2 separate regions of the Mus musculus genome follow, and region 2 is linked to region 1. Evidence: chromatin contacts called from public HiChIP or PLAC-seq data. All regions are on one chromosome and are shown on one strand. The core of a region is the stretch at or near the end of the contact, and the rest is flanking DNA. Distances in the headings are between cores, read along the strand shown. Region 1 has its middle 21 kb from the start of Gm30206. Region 2 holds the start of Gpr146 (G protein-coupled receptor 146).

Evidence for each region. HiChIP or PLAC-seq counts read pairs in DNA pulled down with a chosen protein or histone mark.
Region 2: an HNF4G HiChIP or PLAC-seq map of pancreatic cancer cells shows a contact between it and region 1. The contact joins the promoter of Gpr146 here to the enhancer-like site in region 1. A contact is called at or near these places in 4 of 39 promoter capture datasets (the 3T3-L1 cell line, 3T3-L1-derived adipocytes, hippocampal neurons and 1 more), 4 of 115 datasets of contacts at active chromatin or transcription factors (T-cell acute lymphoblastic leukemia, embryonic stem cells, large pre-B cells and 1 more) and 1 of 9 other capture datasets (embryonic stem cells).

What each region holds. Positions count from the first base shown.
Region 1 is chr5:138,845,223-138,848,129 of GRCm38.p6, reverse strand. No RefSeq gene overlaps it. Among named protein-coding and RNA genes, the nearest start is that of Gm30206, 21 kb to the right of the region's middle. Within about 2 kb of position 1,504, at least 22 of the 459 cell types and tissues checked have an H3K27ac peak or open chromatin away from gene starts, as enhancers often do. A contact at or near this core is called in pancreatic cancer cells, where this site is marked.
Region 2 is chr5:139,379,162-139,382,068 of GRCm38.p6, reverse strand. Gpr146 (G protein-coupled receptor 146) reads right to left here and starts at 1,430. Exons shown (of 2, transcript NM_030258.5): 1 at 1,326-1,430. The region is part of intron 2 of 3110082I17Rik (RIKEN cDNA 3110082I17 gene); the gene reads left to right.

The sequences.
Region 1 (2,907 bases), core at 255-2,754:
TGTGTGTGTGTGTGTGTGTGTGTGTGTGTATTTTGAGGAGGATATTGGCACCCCTAAAGTCCTGCTGGTACTGGGCCTGACATCCACTCATGAACAGTGCTTTTTAACTGGGCACACCGCAAATTGGCAGAAGCAGCGCTGCACCTGGAGGTTCCAACCCCTTGATAGCAATGGGGGAAAGTGAGTCCCCACGCCTCCTCCTCTGTCCGTGGCCGTGGCCTTAGTGACTTTTTCGGTGGTCTGGCCCCCCATGGAGCGCATCAGTTCCGCTGAGAGCTGTAAAGGATGGAGGCCTGCTTGTGGGTGGAGTTGCATTCTCCTGGGGAGGAAGCCAGTGCAGAAAGTGTGCAGTAATGAATGCCCTCGCTCGAATCCTATGATTTAAGGCCACAGCGCTTCCTCACTGGGAAGTATAGTTCAAAAGAAATTACAGGGTGTGGGACTTGGGATGCTCTTCTGTGATCCTCCGAGAAAGGAGGATGGGGAGTTTCAGGCCAGCCTGAGCTACATAGTGTGACCCAGTCTTAAGAAAAATAACAAACAAACAAACAAACAAACAAATAACAAACAGAGGTTGGTGTTGTAGCTCAGTTGGTAATGTATCTTACTTAGCATGCAGGAGGCCCCGGAGCCTGGAGTCTGAGCACTGGGATTGTGGAAACAGGAGAATAAGAAGCTCAAGGCAAGAAGCTCAAGGCTATCTCCAGCTACTTAGCAAGTTTGAAGGCATCCTGGGCTACATATGAGCCAATCTCAAACAAAACAAAACAAACAATCAAAACAAAGACAAAAAGCAGATCAGTATCTGGGGAGAGGGGGGCAGGAATACAAATTTCTGTGAGGCTAAACTGGTCTGTATAGCAAGTTCTAGGCCAGACAGAGCTATATAGTGAGACCCCGTCTTTTAAAAAGTTAATCAGTTAAAAATTAAGTGAGAAGACACAAGATGCCTTTGCTGCCCTGCATGTTGGGTGACTTGAAGATCAGGCAACATCAAGGCCCTGGAGTCGGAACCCTCAGCCTTGGCATAGAACAGAGAGAAGGAGAGAGAAGAGGTGAACGCCCGGGACCTAGAGGGGAAGAGCTGCAGAAATGGGCTTTTATTTTAAGCACCTGGTGAGAAATTTTTATTAAGGGGAAGGCATGGGGCATGACCAAGTTCAAAGGTCCCCTGGCAGCAAGAAGGTTGGTGGGAGGGGGGAACACGTAACAGGTGCATGGCCTTGATGCACTCTGGGGTGAAAGGCTCAGGAGAAGCTGGAAGTGGCTTTAGAGTTCACCATAAAGGCTGGGGATTTGCAGGGAGTGGGAGCCAATGAGGCTCAGGGCCAACTGCCAGGTTTGAGCTGGAATCACCCACAGGTGTGATGGGATCCCGGCCAGGACGCTGTTTAAATGGCCCTGTTTTTGAGCTTGGTGTTACATTCTTCACATTATCTCAGTTACTGAGCATAAAAACCCAGGGCAAGGCGGCCCTTATCTGCTCTGGTGGCACGCTACCAGCTGTGTGAGTAAGGCTTTATTGCCCCTGTTCAAGGCACAAGGAAGCTGGCTGGGAGGTGACAGGGTTGCTGTTTTGGCAGCAGCCAAGGGCAACAGCAGTGACTTCATCTCAGGTCACACAGCACAAGTGTCGGGTGTGCGCAGTTTCAGTATTCAGATGCAACTCCCTTGATGGACGCTCACCAATTTCAAAGCATACAGTCCCACGGTGTTCGGTGTATTGATGGTGCTACACAGCCATTCCCACAACATTCACACAGCTTCTCTCCCCCAAAGAAACTAAGGGGCTAAGCAGGTAGCCCAGTCAGAAAAGCATCCTGCATAAACACAAGGACCTGAGTTCAGGTCCCAGGATATGTGTAAAGGCTTGCATGGTGGCACATGCTTGGGATCCCAGCTCAGGGAAGCAGAGGAAGGAAGATGTGGAGCTGCTCTGTGCAGCCAGCCAGCTCAGCTCAATCAGTGAGCTCTAAATTCAGTGAAAGACCCTGTCTCAAAAACTAAGGTGGTCAGTATCCTGACCACACACATGCTCGCGCACGCGCACACGCACGCACGCGCACACGCACTCACACAAACACACACGTGCATACACATGCATACACAGGAAACCATGTACCTTTTAGCAGTTACCCAGCTCCTGATGGCCACTGAGCCTATGGCTTTTAGCTCTCTGGCTACATCACATATATAGCCTACCCAGTGTGTGGACTTTTGTACCCACCGAATGTCCTCAAGGCCCATGGAACATTTCTGTCTTGTGAAGGAGTGGCAGTCCAAAGTGTGGCGTGGTGTGCCATTTTCGTATCCTGTCATCTGTCGATGGGTGCTGAGTGGTCCCTACATTTGAACTCTTACGATGCTGCTCTGAACATTCATGGGGAAGCTCCTAGTTTTAATTCCTAGCAAGTGGGGGCTGGAGAGATGGCTCAGTGGTTAAGAGCACTGACTGCTCTTCCAGAGGTCCTGAGTTCAAATCCCAGCAACCACATGGTGGCTCACAGCCATAGGTAATGAGATCTGATGTCCTCTTCTGGTGTGTCAGAAGACAGCTACAGTGTACTTATATATAATAAAGAAGCAAATCTTTAAACCAACAACAAAAAATGCCTAGCGAGTGTGTGAGAGTATGAATGGGGGGAATTGTATATACGGGGCTCGTATTTGGAAATCAGAGTACAGACTGGGGTATCCTCAGGATATCTTCCACCTTTTGTTCAAGACTGAGTCTCTCACTGGCCTTGAACTTCACCAAGTAGGCCACACTAGCTATCCTTCAAGCTTCTGTGTAGTCTCCTGCCTCCATCTCCCATCCTGCTGAGCAGTGATTATAAGTATGTGTCACAGTATCCAGATTCTACATGAGTTTTGGGTATTCAAATTCAAGTCCCTGTGCCATCTGGA
Region 2 (2,907 bases), core at 181-2,680, 530 kb before region 1:
CTGGCCAGCCAGACTTGTAGGTTGAACTGTCCGGCTGCTGGGTCAGGACAGCTCGAGCCACAGGGAAGCTGAGAGGCTGCAGGCAGGAGCAAGTAACTAGGGCAGGTTAAGGAAAACAGGAGCCTCACTTGTGAGCACAGATCTCACTCCCCCAAGGGCTTGGCTTCATGTCTCAGTATGTTTGGGTCATTAAAGGAGGGGATTATGCTAGGACATTGTGGGGTAAGGAAGGAGAGAATGCCCAGGGAGCTGCAAGAGTCTCCTCCAGTCTGTGAACCACACAGGCATCCCCTCCCAACTACTCAGCCTACACATTCTGACCTAAATCCCCATGCATCCCCACATTAGGTTTAGCTGGATGTGTCGCAGCTTTCTTCATGAGCCCATTCAAGAGTCACGGGGAGCCGGGCGTGGTGGCGCACGCCTTTAATCCCAGCACTCAGGAGGCAGAGGCAGGCGGATTTCTGAGTTCGAGGCCAGCCTGGTCTACAAAGTGAGTTCCAGGACAGGGCTACACAGAGAAACCCTGTCTCGAAAAACCAAAAAAAAAAAAAAAAAAAAAAAGAGTCACGGGGACACTGATACACTGTACCCTGGGAGCAACCAGAGGTTCTAGTTTGGAAATCTGGACCTTGTGGTTGTTCTTCAAAGACTTACATGGCAGGTTAGGATAATGTGACTGTACCCTTAGTGTAATTATTAATAGTGTTTCCTTGCACTCACAGAGATAGTGCCTGGTCCCCTATGGGTGGAGTGGCCTCAGGACACGTCCAGAGGCGTTTCAATAGGATTAACTTATAGTTCTTTCAAGCTAGCTTAACCCCAGGTTATCAGTGCCTCTGATACATGGAGGTGGACATAGATGTCAGGTTGCTGGATCAGGACGAGAATAGGAATGCAGCTCGCAAGAACATAATCACAGACCGGGGCGCGCTAAATTGGCAGGTGCTGTTCTGGACAGCGGGTACTAAGTTAGTCCTAGTCAGCAAGCCTGAGGACCGAAGAAACTGTATCCCTTCACTTGGGGTTCTAGTTGCTGGTACTGCCTCCCGTGCCCGATGAATGTTCAGGGCCGATGGCGCAAGTTCCGCTATCTCTACGCACGGGTTCCAAATGTCCTGACGCTCTTAACCAACAGAAGGGACGAAGATGGTAACCGTAGCGTCCTAGGAGAGCCCGTCCGCCTCCTCGGGCAGCAAACCCACCGCCCGCCGCGGGTTCAGGACCACACTCCCTGTCCCTGGCGTCCACCCAGCGCAGCCTGGCGCGGTCTCCTCCCGCCTGGAACAGAGCATTAGGGGCTCCCCTCCCCGGGCCCCACTCACCGCTCGCTGGGCGGCGGCCCGCGCACCGGCCGCGGGCGGGCAGCTGGGCTTGCAGGAGGCAGCGGAGCTCACGGCGCGCACGCCGTGGGGGCTGTGTACACACGTGACCCCGTCCCGCCCCCGGGGGCTGCTCGCGTGGTCCCGCCCCCGCCCGCCGAGCAACGCCGTCAGGCCCTGCCCTCTCTCCCGACCCACAGCTCGGTGGCTCCGCCCTTTTCTTGGAACCGGTGCTTAGTTCCCGCAGGCTCCGCCCCCAGTCCGAACGGACAATCCCCTTGGCCAGCCACGGCCGGCCGCCTTAATGCTGGAGGGCGGCGCACCTGCCCCCATTAAAGTTTGTAATTTCCCCGACCTGTGCTTCCCCGGTCCTAGAGGCGTCTAAGTGGAGCTGTCCGGAGAAAACAGCTCCGACCCACTGTGTAGCTGCTGTCCAACATGAAAGTGGGAATGGTGCCATTTAGAGTATTTGCCTAACAGTCAGGAAGCCCGGCGTTTAGTCCTCAACACCACATAAGCCAGGGGTAGTGGTGCGTGCATACATGTAGTCCCAACACTCAGGAGATAGAGCAGGGAGGATCAGAAGTTCAAGGCTGTCCCTGGCTACATAGTCACCTGAAGGGTATCCTGGGATACATGAGATCTTAAAAAACAAAGAGTAACAACAACAAAATACACACACACACACAGATAGCCTAACTGGGCATGATGGTGCCCATCTATAATCTCAGCACTCAAGAGGCAGAGCAAGGACTGCCATAAATCCAAGGCTGTTGTAGCTTACATAGCAAATTCTGGGCCAACTGGGGTTGCAAAGTAAGACTGTCAAAAGTGGGGGGAGGGTCCTGGAGTTGTTGGCCCAATTGCAAGCAGGAGGACCTATGTTTGATCCCTCAGAACCCATGTCAGAAAGGTTGAGTGTGGTAGCATGTGCTTGTAGTGCTAGGGAGGTGGCAGGCGCTGGGGCCCTTTGGGCCAGCCTATCTAACTTTCACATTTCAGGCCACCAACCACCCCCACCCCCAAAAAGCCAACCCTGTCTTATAAAAAACAAGGTGGACAGCACCTGAGGAATGATGGCCAAGGTGGACCTCTGGGCTCCATAGGCACATAATCTAAAATGAAAGTAAACCATAAATAATTGACCCTCAGGATTCCTGGTGAGACTCTGAAGTGTCAGGGTTCCTGGGCCTTCCAGAGGGTTCCTGTGAGGTTTCACTCACAACTGGGGAGTGCTGCTGGTGAACCGAGCACCCTCCTAGTGCAAGGCCCCACTGGCTGCCTGCTCTGCACCACCCGAAGCACAGCACAGATGTTCAGAGTAAGAGGGCCCAGCCGCCGACTCGGCTGCGGGCGGTCCTCCCATTGAGCAGGCATGTCCCCGAGCTAGACATCTTGGACATGGTAGGGTGTGTGAATTGCTGTCTGACCTCGTGCTCTGAGGTTGATATTTGAAAAATCCCACAGAGCTGGCCTCCCTCGTGCTGCAGGGAGGGCTCCTAAGGGTCAGGCATGGCCCCTGCTCGGGCCGTGTACTCAGTGGTCACGAGTCTCAGCTCACACAGCAGCCCAGTGCCCTGCCGAG